Regions from separate parts of the Triticum aestivum genome. Here region 2 is linked to region 1. Evidence: chromatin contacts called from public Hi-C data. All regions are on one chromosome and are shown on one strand. Each heading gives the region's core, a stretch centred on a gene start, on an enhancer-like site or on the middle of the called end of the contact. The rest is flanking DNA. Distances are from core to core; before and after follow the strand shown.

What was found. A called contact is a pair of places that touch in the nucleus more often than the background predicts.
Region 2: a Hi-C map of leaf shows a contact between it and region 1, with 9 times the contacts expected there. The contact joins the promoter of LOC123079651 here to the promoter of LOC123079650 in region 1. A contact is called at or near these places in 2 of 5 Hi-C or Micro-C datasets (both in leaf).

Annotation. Positions count from the first base shown.
Region 1 is chr3D:458,380,783-458,387,598 of IWGSC CS RefSeq v2.1, forward strand. LOC123079650 (protein IQ-DOMAIN 3) reads right to left here and starts at 3,211. Exons shown (of 6, transcript XM_044502448.1): 1 at 2,930-3,211; 2 at 1,807-1,918; 3 at 1,309-1,698; 4 at 561-782; 5 at 144-263. The coding sequence starts at 1,884.
Region 2 is chr3D:459,001,173-459,007,988 of IWGSC CS RefSeq v2.1, forward strand. LOC123079651 (interactor of constitutive active ROPs 2, chloroplastic) reads right to left here and starts at 3,108. Exons shown (of 5, transcript XM_044502451.1): 1 at 2,902-3,108; 2 at 2,429-2,697; 3 at 1-1,113.

The sequences.
Region 1 (6,816 bases), core at 1,961-4,460:
CATGAGATAAAAAAACATGGAATTGGCAATATAATGAGAAATACTACTACATATGCTGAGCGGAACAATACAATTACAGTAGGTAAAAGCAAGGAGCACACAACAGAAGTACAAGACATCAGGGGAAACCAAAGTCAGCTTGCCTGATGAGAAAATGCATATGCAAGTGCTCTTTCTCGTCTTAGTGCAGCTTCCTGTTTCATCATTAAGCTGGCCTCGATCTGTTCTTTGGATTGATGGCTATGATCCCAGTCTTCATCAATCTGCCAAGAAAGTTGGACTGTACTCAATATGTATAACAAAAGTTTAGTCGTATTAGTGGAGAACATGTATGTTTTTTTACTCTTTCTTCAATGTGAGTGGTACGTTAATACTGTTTATCATTAATAACTCCTTTTTCTGTAAATAGAGCGGAGAACTGTCCATCAACCAGTTGGCTAGAGGTGCGCATGTGGGTGTGCGCCTATCCCGCCACCCGCGTTCGAGCGCTGTGCTCCGCAGGGGGTGTCTCATGGTTGTGTAAAAGATGAAGAGCTTTGCAATTCAAAAAGGGTGCTCACCTTCATTTTCTCAAGTTCCCTTTGGTGCTTCAACTGGAGCTGCCTTTGAAGAGCCTGTTTTTCCTCCTCCATCTTCACCCTTCTAGAGTAGATTTGGGTTTGAACTCTGGCCATTGTTTGTGTGCAATGCAAGGTGTGGGCAGTTTGGCGTTTAACAGCATTTCCATCAACTAGCGACTTCAGCCTAACAAGTCCTCTCAGTGCACGCAGTGCTCTCCTTGCCTACACAAATATTTTCCAAATTGAGTAACTAATCAATTTATACTATGCAATAAAGAAGAATTAGCACTCGATGCCACACAAAAACATAACATATATACGACTCTTCATCCCAAGAAGTACAGTTTAAGAGTTCTACCCTAATAATGGTTCGCGCTATTCTGAATTATTTTTTATTCAGCTGTCATATCATCATTCACGTTCTTATGCGTAAGAACATCAAAATCATCAAATGAAAGTATGATTGAAAATGACCAGCAAAGCACAATCTTGGCTGTATTCCAAATTGGACCAACGACATGATAATGATGGATTAGACAACAACTCTCTCTACCAACCAAATCAGGTATCTTAAAGGGTATTAATTCGTACCAGGCTGACATCTTACGCATGCCAGTAAAAACTGAAGACAGTGACCCAAAACCAATCGCAGCATATGGTTTCTATTGTATTGCTACCAAGGACAGACATTAATATAGATAGATAACAACAGCAAGCAATAAACATCCCGCAAGTGTGGATTCATTACCAGATAACCCCTGAAGGCGGTCTGAATCTTGACAGCGGCGAGTTCTTCCTGTGAGCAAACAGGTGGCCTTGATGTGGCTGCGGGGACTGCTGTGAGGCGGACAACCTCAGCAGCGGCCTGGGCAGCGACGGCAGCGGCTTCCGCAGCGACAGCAGAGGCAAGCGCAACAGAGTAGGCATGCTTGTTTTGTTCACTCTCCGTTTCGACTGGCTTGACATCTTTTATCTCCTCGGACTGTGGCTGAGGAGGCTGCGTAGGCGGCAACGGCAGCGGCAGCGGCGATGGAGCTACTGGAGTGATGTCTGACACTGTCGAGGTGGGCGGATCAAAGCGCTTTGACTTGCCAAATGGCCATTTCCTCCGGGATTTAGGCTTGTCTGCCTTCTCAGTCTACAGGTGCCAAATGTCAAAATGGTTGAAATGGCAAGCTACTGAAAATGAGGGCAAATGCAAAATTTAAGTCAAATGTGTAGATGTAAAAGTACAGTATTTTTATACCTTAGCTTCTTTCCCCTCCGGATCAGAGGAGCTGAACACTCTCCTGACAGCACTAAACCACTTCCCTTTCTTTGCCATAATTGGTGTACCCTTTCTGCACCTTCTTCTTCACCTTAAAAGTACAGATCAAAGCTTCAGAACACAACTGATAGAAGGGGTGGAAATCATCTAAAGAAACGTTAGAAGGTGAAAGAAAGGCCAGAAAAATCCAAGGTTTACAGTATAAATCATAGCATATGTGGATCGGGCACAAGAACAGTTGTTCCACCAAAATATTTAGAGATCAAAAGGTTATGATACTGTCGTTCTCTAATGAAGCAAGCGGCGTAAAAACCTGAAAGAAATGAAGCAGGTTTTGACACCGAAAATAAAGCATACTGACAGAAAATCAGCTACGCTGTGAGGTTTGTAAGCTGACCACCTACACAATTCTAAGCTTGCCAAAATCTTTAATCGAATCAATTAGGAAAAAACATACTAGAAGTAAACGGCGGGCGGAGATTTGATACGATTAGCTACCCAGGACATAATCGTGCATCATAAATAAGAAAATATGGCAAGAAAGGCATCTCTTGGACGCAGAGATACCCTACTTACTTCCGCGCGTTACCCTTCAACACTCCATCAATCGGGCAGCGAAAATAAAGACCGGAGGGATCAGACACCAACCGAAACGGACCGAATTTAATCCCCCACATAAACCCTCGCCCAACTCCTCCGCCAAAAATCTACTCTGCCGCACCTCAAACTTGACCAGAGAAGAAGAGCGCGACAAGGAAGAAGAAGCAACCAGGCAGCACGGCCGTGGGGCGCGGCGCCCGAAAAGAAAACAGGAGATCCGACTTTCACATCGGGCGAGGGAGAGAAAGAGGCGCGCGAGCTTTCACCTCAAAGGCAAGCAACCGCCGAAAGCCCCGCCCTGCCTGCCTGCCCACCTTCCTCTGAAGCCACCCGTCGTGGGTGGCGCGACGGGTCAGATCAACCGGAGACCGGGGGAGGCAGAGGCATTGTGGGAGGGCGGAAAGGAGTGGAAGAAATGGAAAGGGGGGGAGAAGAAGTGGCAAGGGGTGGTGAAGTAGCCCACCTCCCCGAACTACTACTATTCCTCTTTTACTATGCTCACCTCAGCTCACCCGTCGGAGGAAAGGAAAGGCGCCGCCGCTTTTATCGGCTCACCGTTCCGCCGAGAAGAGAATTGATTCCCGCCGGTGGGACCTAGCGCGGTGCGGCGGGACCACGGCGCGCGGGGGAGCAGGCAGGGCTGGCCGTTGGTGGCGGGGCCCGTCGGCGGAGCGTACGGCGGCGAGCCGTTTCGCTGCCCCTCCTCGTCCCGATCTCTTCTGCTCCCTCTGGCGAGTCGCCGTCGTGGTCACGGTCACGGCGTCGCGCGCCCCCAGTGCCAGCTGAAACGCGCCGTCCCCTGTCGCCTCTTATGGGGAGGAGAGGACTGAGAGGAGGCGGCGCATGACGGGTGGGGCCAGCGCCCCGCAGCCGTGCTCCCCCGCGCGTGCCATGCCCCAGTGGCCAAAAAACCGTCGCGCGCATGACGTTTTCCTTCTGGCCCGGCTCGCGCCGGCCGGTACTCGTTCCGCCAGGGCCCGCGCGTCAGGGGGGGCCCCGTGACACCTGTATCAGGGGTGGCCCGCCTGTCATAGATAGCTGGGCGGCGGCCGGCCCCACGCAAACGGTCTCTTTTCTCGAGGTGGATCCATGGTCAAGCTTTCGGTTAACCCCGCGCGTTAATGAGGCGTTTACGCCGGCTTGATTGTGCAAGCAGAGCAAACGCCTTTGCTTGCTTCCCCCGGTGTTTTTTCACCAGCTTTTGTACTAGTAACTCGTGTGCAGACTGTAAAGCGCAGCTGGCCCTTGGCTTTTGTGAACTGCCTTTTCTGCGGCCGTTTCGTTTCGTCTGGCAGAACGGAAAACGGATCGATCGGATGCGTGGCCACGCCGCAATATTTTGATAAGAACGGCCGGATCGAGATGATTACAATAGCGTTGGTGTCAGCGGGACGCTGCCGATGATGAGGCGATGAGATCCGTCCGTCACCTGCTAGAATTGTTTGCTCCTTGTTTGTTTATCCCTGTGCGCCAGCCTTTCATGCGGTGTCCTGGATCTTGGCGGGGGCCGCACTGCACTGCACTGCGCCGGAGAGTGGAGGGGCTGGAGAGGAGCGGCCAGCGGCCATGGCCTTTTTTTTTTGTCTCGGTTGTCGCTGCTCCAGCACATGCAGAACGCCAGCGGATCGGGCAGGCGCCCGACCGGCTTTACCCCACGGCCCGGGCAGCCTTTTCTTTTCTTTTCCTTTCTTTTCTTCCTCCCCGCGGCCGTACCTACACCTACCACCAACGGCGCTGTTGCCTCTGCGTCCCCCGATTGCACCTTTCAGAAAGAAAGGCCTTCGAATGCCAGAGCCACAGTGCTACTCCAGCCTACTACTGATAGCCTAGCACAGTAGTAGCACTGTACACTCACTTTTCGATCCTCGTCGCGGCGCCGAGGTGAAAAATGCGTTTCCGTCGCCGCGTGCTCGTGACCTATGTAACTTTACCGCCAGCGGCTACTCACTCACCACTGTTGTGCATCCATGTACCCACGGGTCGTCCTGAATAGTCCAAGAGGAGTAGTACTTGCGTATTCAGTGGCCACACATGTATCCGTCGTCTTGAATACTTCGAGATACGGTGCTGCACTGTGACTACTGTCCCAACCCAAGTGGCCGGTCGTCGATCGGGAGCCGTTGGCGTGGAATCTTGGCGGTGTAATGGCGACCCTGTACCACGGCAAGTGTATTTTCTGGACTGCTGGAACTACTGTGCAAGAGGTGGTGGAATCGTATTGATGCCTGCTACACGTGAGTTTGTGACTCACCCATTCCATTCCATTCTGGGAGGAACTACGGATAGTGTCTGCTGCTAATCACTTGTGCGATGATGGTTCCTCCGCGCTGATGATTGATTGGTCAGATCCCGGCCGGAGCCGCTACGGCGTCCTTGTTCATAGTATCAGAATCGTGAATAAATAAAAAATCAGAATGGAGTAGGGGTAAAGCTAGCCATGGGGTAACATGGACTGTAACATTGATTATTCGCACGGTGGGGGTTGGATCATCGTAATATGAGCTTGATGAGGCTATTAGAGGGCATAGCCCCCACGAGGGAGAGCATAGTGCAGGAGTATCACGCTGCAATCAGCACTAAAACCATTTCACCGAGATTAGAAAGTTCATTGTGCGGGGAACCAAGGAATCGTATAGGGAATAGTCGGTCCGTGCCACTACCGGAATTGCATATTTGAATTCTGCCATTCAAATTTGAATATTTTGTTCTGTGCCCATGCGAGTGCGGGGGCCAGCACCGAAGTCGACGCCTCGCCACCCGCAACAGCAACGTCGTCGAGAGAGAGAGGCGAACATCAAGGCACCGGACGAGGAGCACGCGTGAAGAGAGGTTGCCACGCGGGTCTATGCTTTGGTTCGCTGGCCGCAGGCTCGTGAGAATGCCAAGATGGTGGAGATTGAGGCCCGGGAAGCTGCCTTGGAGGCGCGAGGCCTTCAAGAGTCATGCCTATGTCTCGCTTGTGAGTACATCAATCGAGTGGCCGCCGCCACATTGCTTGAGTCTCGGTGGGCATTGGATGATGAGAGCACTGTCGTGACGCTCGGCTGCAACGAATGCGCCGGACATCATGACAGAGTTGTCTTAGCCGCCGCCACGCTGGAGCACGGGCGCGTAGGGAGCCCACACACTCACCTGCGTAGGGACCCCGCACCTGATGACCCGACACACTTGCGATGAAAATCGTTTGTCTTCTCTTTATTCAAGTACGACTCAAACATGAAGATCACACTTGCTCCCACATGCCCTTGGAGCTCCAAGAGCCCATGTATTGTCGTGGCTGTCGGGAATTGTCACGGCAGATGTCCTAGTAGAATGACTTAGTCGTGGATCCATCGCAACTAGGTAGCTTAAAGGGGTTAAACGGGACAAAGGACACAAGGAGTTTATACTGGTTCGGCCGCTTGCGGTGAAGGTAAATGACTAATCCAGTTTGAGGTGGTATTGGTTATGTTTCGATTACCAGGGAGCGAATACGCTTGACCTAGCTTTCGATTTGTTCTTTCTTACCCTAAGCCGCCGCCGGGTCGTCCCTTTATATACACAGGTTGACGCCTCGCGGCTCACGGAGTCCCGGCCGGCTCATAAACAACGTGTCCGGCTCGGTGACTAATTAGACTTTCCTTACAATACAAGTCATACATATATGGCGGTTTATATTTATGGGCCTTAATTCGCCTTTGGGCTTCGGGTCCTTAGCAAGTCTGCTTCATGAATCGCCACCTTTAATATCTTCATGGGCTTTATCTTGATAAACCACCATTGGTATAACCCGGCCCCTCCTAAGCGGGTCATATCCAATAATTATATCTCCAACATTAGGCCCCAGGTTGATTTGAACTTGTTCATATCAATCTTCAATACTTAGAAAAAATCCTTCATTTGTTATTGCGAGATATTGTAACCCGCTATGACGTCATCTCCTGGGATTACGGAAACCCGCCATGACATCATGAGATCGAAAGCTAGGTCAAGCGTACTCGCTCCCTGGTAATCGAAACATAAGCAATACCACCTCAAACTGGATTAGGCCTTTACCTTCACCGCAAGGGGCCGAACCAGTATAAACTCCTTGTGTCCTTTGTCCCGTTTAACCCCTTTAAGCTAACCTAGTTGTGATGGCTCCACAACAAAGTCCTTCTACTAGGACATCTGCCGTGACAATTCCACGACAGTGGCCGAGAGCATGCCATGACAAATTCCAACTTATGAGTTCCATGATTCCCGGACAGCCCCGGTTCAGAGCGGCAAGACAAGCCAAACAAGCGTACGTCCAAACCCTAACTCACATGGAGCATAGTGGACGAAGAGCAGGACTACACGGACCTCGACGAGTAATCGGCCAGCACTGTGGGATAGAAAACCAATCACTACTGAAACCATCTCCTAGAC
Region 2 (6,816 bases), core at 1,858-4,357, 620 kb after region 1:
AAACGGGTCAAAGATTTCAGCTCGAGTTAACCAGCCAGATGCAGAGAAGAGAAGCAATGGGGGGAAACAAAGAATCCGAGGCCGAAAGCGGCAGAGGCGACCGACAAGAAGTGAATGGGGAGCAACCAGGCGAGCGAGAGGCAGGCAGCAGCCGGGAAATGGGAGGCGCATTAGCTTATTAACTTAATGATCCCCCGTGATATGCAAGCACGGGGCCGAGGCTTTACAGATGTGGTTAGCGAGGGGAGACAGGTGGACCAGCGCCGCACTGCGGCTCCTTTGGCCGCTTGGCGCCGAGCTCAAGAACCGGACAGGCGTTGCCCATGGCGCCATCTGCATTTTATCAAAAATATGGAGCCATCTGCAAACAGTCACGGTCACATGCGTGCAGTGCGCCCCCGATTTTGAAAATTTTGGTCGCTTCCTGGCTGGCTCCGGCAAGACAGGTGGTGGTGTGTAAGGAACTAAGGATGAAAGTGTAGTTTATCGCCGCCCAAACGACTGGTTAACGTGTCACGGGCGAAATTAGCGGGGTTGATTTTGTTTAAGATATACTGTGAGGAATACGCGCGATTGGTGCTCCTGTAGCTGCAAGCCTGAAACAGTCGAGAGCCTCTGTTTAATCCCCGTGAACAGAGAGCATGAGCAGTGCTGCTTCCAGTTTCGCTCCGTTGATGAAGGGAGGTTCAGACCCAGGTTAACTCTGTTCAAAACTTTGTGAGGTACTAACAGTAACCTCACAAAACGGATGCACGCACATTGACTGTATCCGTATTCAGAAGATTTGAGCATGGAGCGGAGAATCTATCTAACATCCCAGAGACCGATGCATGGGCATAAACAAAGCATGGAGGAAGGAATCAAATAAGTATAGTAGCACATGACGCCTCAAAACGAACAATCAAACTGCTAAAAAAAACCAAGCCGCACATGGATGGAACTCAGCAGAGTAGAGGACAGAGGGGGGAGGATGGAACGAGCAAGCGAACGAAACATACCTTGTCTTGGCTGTCTGCATGGCCGGCCGGCTATATCTCTCTCTGTTCCAAAATTTGATTGAGAGCCACCCCAGCACTACTGGTGTGTATGTATGCCCACCTACAGGAAAGAAAGCTGCAACGGGACAAGCAGAAAAGGGCGGTCAGCTCGGCTCAGCTCAGCTCCCTCTCTGGACCGGGGAAGAAGAGGGCGGGGGAGAGAGGCCAAGAGAAGAGAAGGCTAGCTAGACGCTAATCGCCACTTTGCTACGGCGACGGAGGGCGAGAAGGCTCTTTGTAGTACCACTATCTTCCCTCCACATGCACGAGAAAAGCAACTAAATAATGGAAGCAACCATTGTAGTACTACTAGTGCATCATTCCCGGCTAGGCTTGCCGCTTGCTTCCCCGTCTAACCTGGCACTAACCAGTGTACCGCACCCAACAGCGACGGCCGCGTGGTTTTTAAATACTACTAATAATCAGACACCATCCTTAAACGGGGAGGCAGAGGCAGACTCATGCAGTCCGTTTCTTTAAGCTTTGCTTTGGCACGGGCGGCGATGATCACCGGCCGTCTACATGCGTCGACCGCATGGTCCCGTGCAAGATAGCGCGCATTATACGCGCGCCACTACAACCACCAGACTTGAGCCCGGAGAGAGGTGCGGCCGAAGCAAGCCAACTAGCCAAGCAAGCAAGCAAGAATCCACCACCATCACCATGGGAGGCTTGCCCTTTTGTTTTGCTCACTCTCTATCATATTCATATCTCTTCCCCCTTACTCAAGCTCCCGCTTGGCCTACCCACACGCGAAACAAAAGCATGCAATGGCGTCGTACAATGGTGGAAAAGTTGTTGGGCCGAAATGACAAGTGCGCGTATGTACGTCCGATTGGTAGCTTGGGTATTAAATACGTGCGCACCTAATCTCCTTTCCATTAGCCAGAGCGCAGGAGCAAAAGGAAAGGAGAAAGGAGAAACAAGGCGTGCTTTGTTTAAGGATTACCACCTCAGGATAACTAACTAACTGAGTTGATGGATGTCCACATGTATTTATGAGCTGGGTGGTCGGGCTTGGGGTGATTGGTGGCGACGAGAGACAAAAATCCCCAAAGCTAGCTCGGGAAGGAGGGATGGTCCGAGCAGCTTTACAGCTTGTATCTGCTGGATACATAAGCAAGCTTGTCGGCCGAACTAGGCCGGTAGGTGGTAGCTAGACATGGGCGCATATATGTACTACGAGAGACGAGAGGGGAGCAAAATTGGAGGTCACTCCATCGTGGGATGCATGTCCCTCTCCTCTCACCTTCCCTTTGGACCAATTCCAATGGGGCACAAATGCTGAAATGCATGATGCAACCGAGCTAGCTAGCATGGATGATGTGTGAGATGCTGAGGGAATGCACGGCGGAAATGTGATAGAAGCAGAGCATCGAATCGAACCGAACCTCGCGTCGCCGGCCTGTCCTGCTTGTCCGGAACGGGAGCTCGGAATGGGTTGGACGGTGCCTTTTCTTCCTCTGCTGTCGCCCGGGTCGCTCGGCCGTGTTCACGCCGTGCTCTGGGACGCCATTGCCGAAGAGGGGGACGCCGTGCTCTGGGACGCCATTGCCGAAGAGGGGGACGCCGTGCTCTGGGACGCCATTGCCGAAGAGGGGGACGCCGTGCTCTGGGACGCCATTGCCGAAGAGGGGGCGACAGAGGGGTAGGGGGGCATCTGCTGGGGGAAGTAGGATGTCATCGCGTCCTTTTAAACGAGAGGAATGGAACGGAATGGAGACAGGTCGTGAGGATTTCGGAAGGCTGCAGGGGCACGGAGCAGCAAAGAGGAAGAACAACCATTTTCCGTGCTCAGTGTCTCCCGTGGCAACAAATCAAATCAAATCAAATCAATGGGGAGGGATGGATGAGATGTTCATACCCGTCGTACAGTACTTGGGCTTTGTTTTTGCAGTATCCCGCGCGTTGTCAACTCCTTTCGGTGCCTGTCGCCGTTGGGGCTGGGTTGGGGTTGGGCTCAACGACGCGCGACGGGGCTGTTGGTCTCTCTCGGATGGCGTTCTTCCGCGCTGGGAAACTGGAGCGCGCTAGACCGGCCGCTTTACCAAAGCGTAGAGCGCCGCGTGCACGCTCAACCCTGCCGAGGCGTCAGTATTTACAGTAGTACTACGATCAAAGGTGAAAAACAAACAACTTGTCCGGAAAGAGTGTCGCGTGGGGTGTACTTGCGATTTGCGATTGGCGGATGCATGCAGGTGGAAACGAAGAAGACAGACATACCACTGGATTGGATTGCGCGCTCTGACGACCCGTGCTTCCGGACTTTTTACTGCCAAAAGGAACGAGACAGATCTACGCGCTTGTACCGTAGCACCGCGCGGAGCAGAGGAGTCCCCGTTGGTACCAAACTGTCGCAGGCCCGGGCGACATGGGGACGAGGACTGACCGGTCCAGCTCGCGTCGGTAACACGATAAGCGTACCGTCCGTCTTGCCCTCGAGCCCGGACGCGCGCGTGGAGCGGGGACATCGGCTACAGTACAAGCGATGCGCGCGCGCGCGCAGCAGCAGCGCCGGGTTGGTAGGCGCCACCCGGGCCGACGGGAGAGGCACGTGAACCCGGTGGCGTCTCGCCACGCCCGCACAAAGGTCCCGTGCTCCCATCGGCACGGACCGGGTTTCAGGAAATCGGAGAGCAGCGGACGCCTTTGCTTTGGCCGGCGTGCGTCGATCGGGCCCGCCCACGGCGCGCCGTCTCTCTCTCAGAGAGAAATCTACTTTGGTTCTTATTACGGCTCGGCTAAAATCTGCTGCTGACTGATGGCGAAACTGCACCGGGCAGCCCGGATAGCGGGCGTCGGGTTGCTCCGTGCAGTGGTGGCGATGTGACGCGTAGGGCATTGGTTGGATCGGGGAAGCAGCTTAATTTTGATGCGATTTTTAGAGGATAAGTAGAGATGGTGATCTGCTACTTGCCCGGACACCAGACGGGTGCTCGCACAGTGCGTGCCGCCGTACCCCTACACGGCAGCGGCGGACGAGGCTACAGTGTGTCTCGAGCAGCGGCCAGTGGTTATCGTACGTACTTGTTCCAACTAGCTTGCCGTTGTATCCACTGCTCCTGCTCGGTTGACAGGCACCTACGGCCGGCCGGCACGGCACGCGCATTCAAGACGCGCACCCGCCCGAGTTGCGATTGTTGGTAACCACCGGCAAAGCAAGCATAATGGCCGTCGAACGAAGCCCAGGACATGGCGTGTATTATTACGTGGTACGTCGACGTCGGGGGCGATCGTTATCGCCCGGTCTCGCGTCCCTCCCCCGTAGCCTCCCCCTGACCCTCCCTGTGCTCCGCGAGGCTAGGATAGTGGTGGTGGTCTCTCCTTCCTAGCTCCATGCATGCATGCCTTGGTAGCGCCGTGCCAACTGCTCAACACATGACGGTGCACGGGAGCCTCTCGTGGTCGCAACAAACGGCGCGTCGTTTTCGCGGGCTGATCTGATCACGATCGATCGCTCGCGCGCGCGTGCGGAGCTGCGGCTGTGGATGGCCCAACTCCCGGCGGTTCCATCCGTCTGATGGAGCATCGGAAATGTGCTGCGCTTTTCGGCTGGATGATACGGTGTCTCGTTCAGAGGTGGAGAAATTGATGTCCAGCTGATCGAGCGTGCCTGATTCTTGTGTGCTGAACTGCACGTCTCCACCGATGTTAAGTTGACCTGAGTTGTGAGAAGACTTGGGAGGTGAAATGATTGGGCGCATTCAGTCATAGAAGTGACGGCTATACTTAAAAGTTGACGCATGAAAAGATTTACTCCCTAAGCTCCTAAATATAAGTCTTTTTTAGAGATTACACTACAAACAGTACATTGGGATGTATGCAAACGCTTTTTAGAGTATAAGGCCAACTCCCGCGGCAAATTTGACCTATAGACGAAATCAAATCACAGAATGAACTATCCGTGAAACTATTTCACGCGGCTGACCTTTTTATGTGACGCCCGACACGAAGGCGCCACACTACACTGTGCAACGCCTCACAGATAGGCGCTACACGGCCAGCGTCGCACCCGTGTGATCAGAAAATTACTAAATCAGTGTGCAGCGCCTGAGAGCTAGGCGCCACACTATACAGTGTAGCGCCTAGCTCCTAGGCGTTGCACTAGTGCAGCGCCTAGCTCCCAGGCGTTGCACTAGTGCAGCGCTTGAGAGCTAGGCGCCACGGGTCAGCCGTGTGAAATAGTTTCACGGACAGTTCATTCTGTGATTTGATTTCGTCTATAGGTCGAATTTGTCAAATTTGCCAACTCCCGCGCGACCCCATCCCGTCCAGTCCCGTCCGTTTAGGGCAAAACGGACAAACCAGATGGCCCAGCGCGCGACGGCCTGGACCCATCTTGTCCGTTTTGTGTCCGGCCCGACCCATTTTCGAGCGCAAACATGCGCCCCGTTTGGGTCCAGACGGACAGCAAACAGACGCGCCGCTCGTACCCGTCGGGCCGCGTGGCAGGCGGCCACCTACCTCCCACCGGCCAACATAAATGCGCACGCACGGTCGGCCCCACCTGTCATCCGCCCAGGCGAACGGTTGCCGTCCTTCTTAAATGGAAAGCCGTGGACCGGTCACAGTCCATACTCCTCACTCCAGCCCGCGCTGCCTCCTCAAAACCCGACACTCCCCAAACCCTAGCTCTCCCTCTCCCCGTCCTCGATCTCGCCGGTCGGCCACCACGCAGCCATGGGGTGGTGGAACACCGGCCGCAACGGGGCGCACGACCACGAGGCTGGCTCGTCCTCGGGCCGCCGCCGTCGCGGCGTAAAAATGAGCCCACCTCACCACCACGGCACGCCCCATGGAGGGCCCCCGCGCCACCCGCATTCTCCATCGCCCCTAGGGCCGCCGGCGAACGCGACCGACACTACATCCACGCGGATGTTTGCCGTTGTTATTGGGAGACGAGGACGCCGCTCCCCTGGAGCGACGTTCACCTCCCCAATAACTTGTTGGAAACGTAGCATGCAATTTAAAAAAAAAATCCTACGCTCACGCAAGATCTATCTAGGAGATGCATAGCAACGAGATGGGGAGAGTGTGTCCACGTACCCTCGTAGACCGAAAGCGGAAGCGTTTGACAACTCGGTTGATGTAGTCGAACTTCTTCTAGCTCTGACCGATCAAGTACTGAACGTATGACACCTCCGAGTTCTGCACACGTTCAGCTCGGTGACATCCCTCGTCTTCTTGATCCAGCAAGGTGTCGAGGTAGTAGATGAGTTCGGTCAGCACGACGGCGTGGTGACGGTGATGATGAAGTGATCCTCGCAGGGCTTCGCCTAAGCACCACGAGAATATGACCGGAGTTGTAAACTGTGGAGGGCGGCGTCGCACACGGCTAGGCAATTGTCTCGCCTGTGCTAGGCCCCCCCTCCTCATATATATAGGTGGGAGGGAGGGAGGAGCAGCGATAGGAGGCACCCAAGTAGGAGGAATACTACTTGGATTCCCTCCCAAGCCGCGTGCCCCCCTGCCATATATAACTTAGGGGGAAGGAAAGAGAGGGGGAGAGGGAAGGAAGTAGGAATCCTAATCCACACTTTCCTTGCCCTCCCCTCTTTCCTTCTCCTCCTCATAGGGCTGGCCTCTATAGGGGCGCACCAGGGCTGGTGTGTTCCCTCACTTGGCCCATAAGGCCCATATCTTTGCCGCGGGTGCCCGAAACTCCTTTCCGGTGACCCGATGTACCCGGTACCCTCCGGAACACTTCTGGTGTCCGAATACCATCGTACTATATATCAATCTTTACCTCTCGACCATTTCGAGACTCCTCGTCATGTCC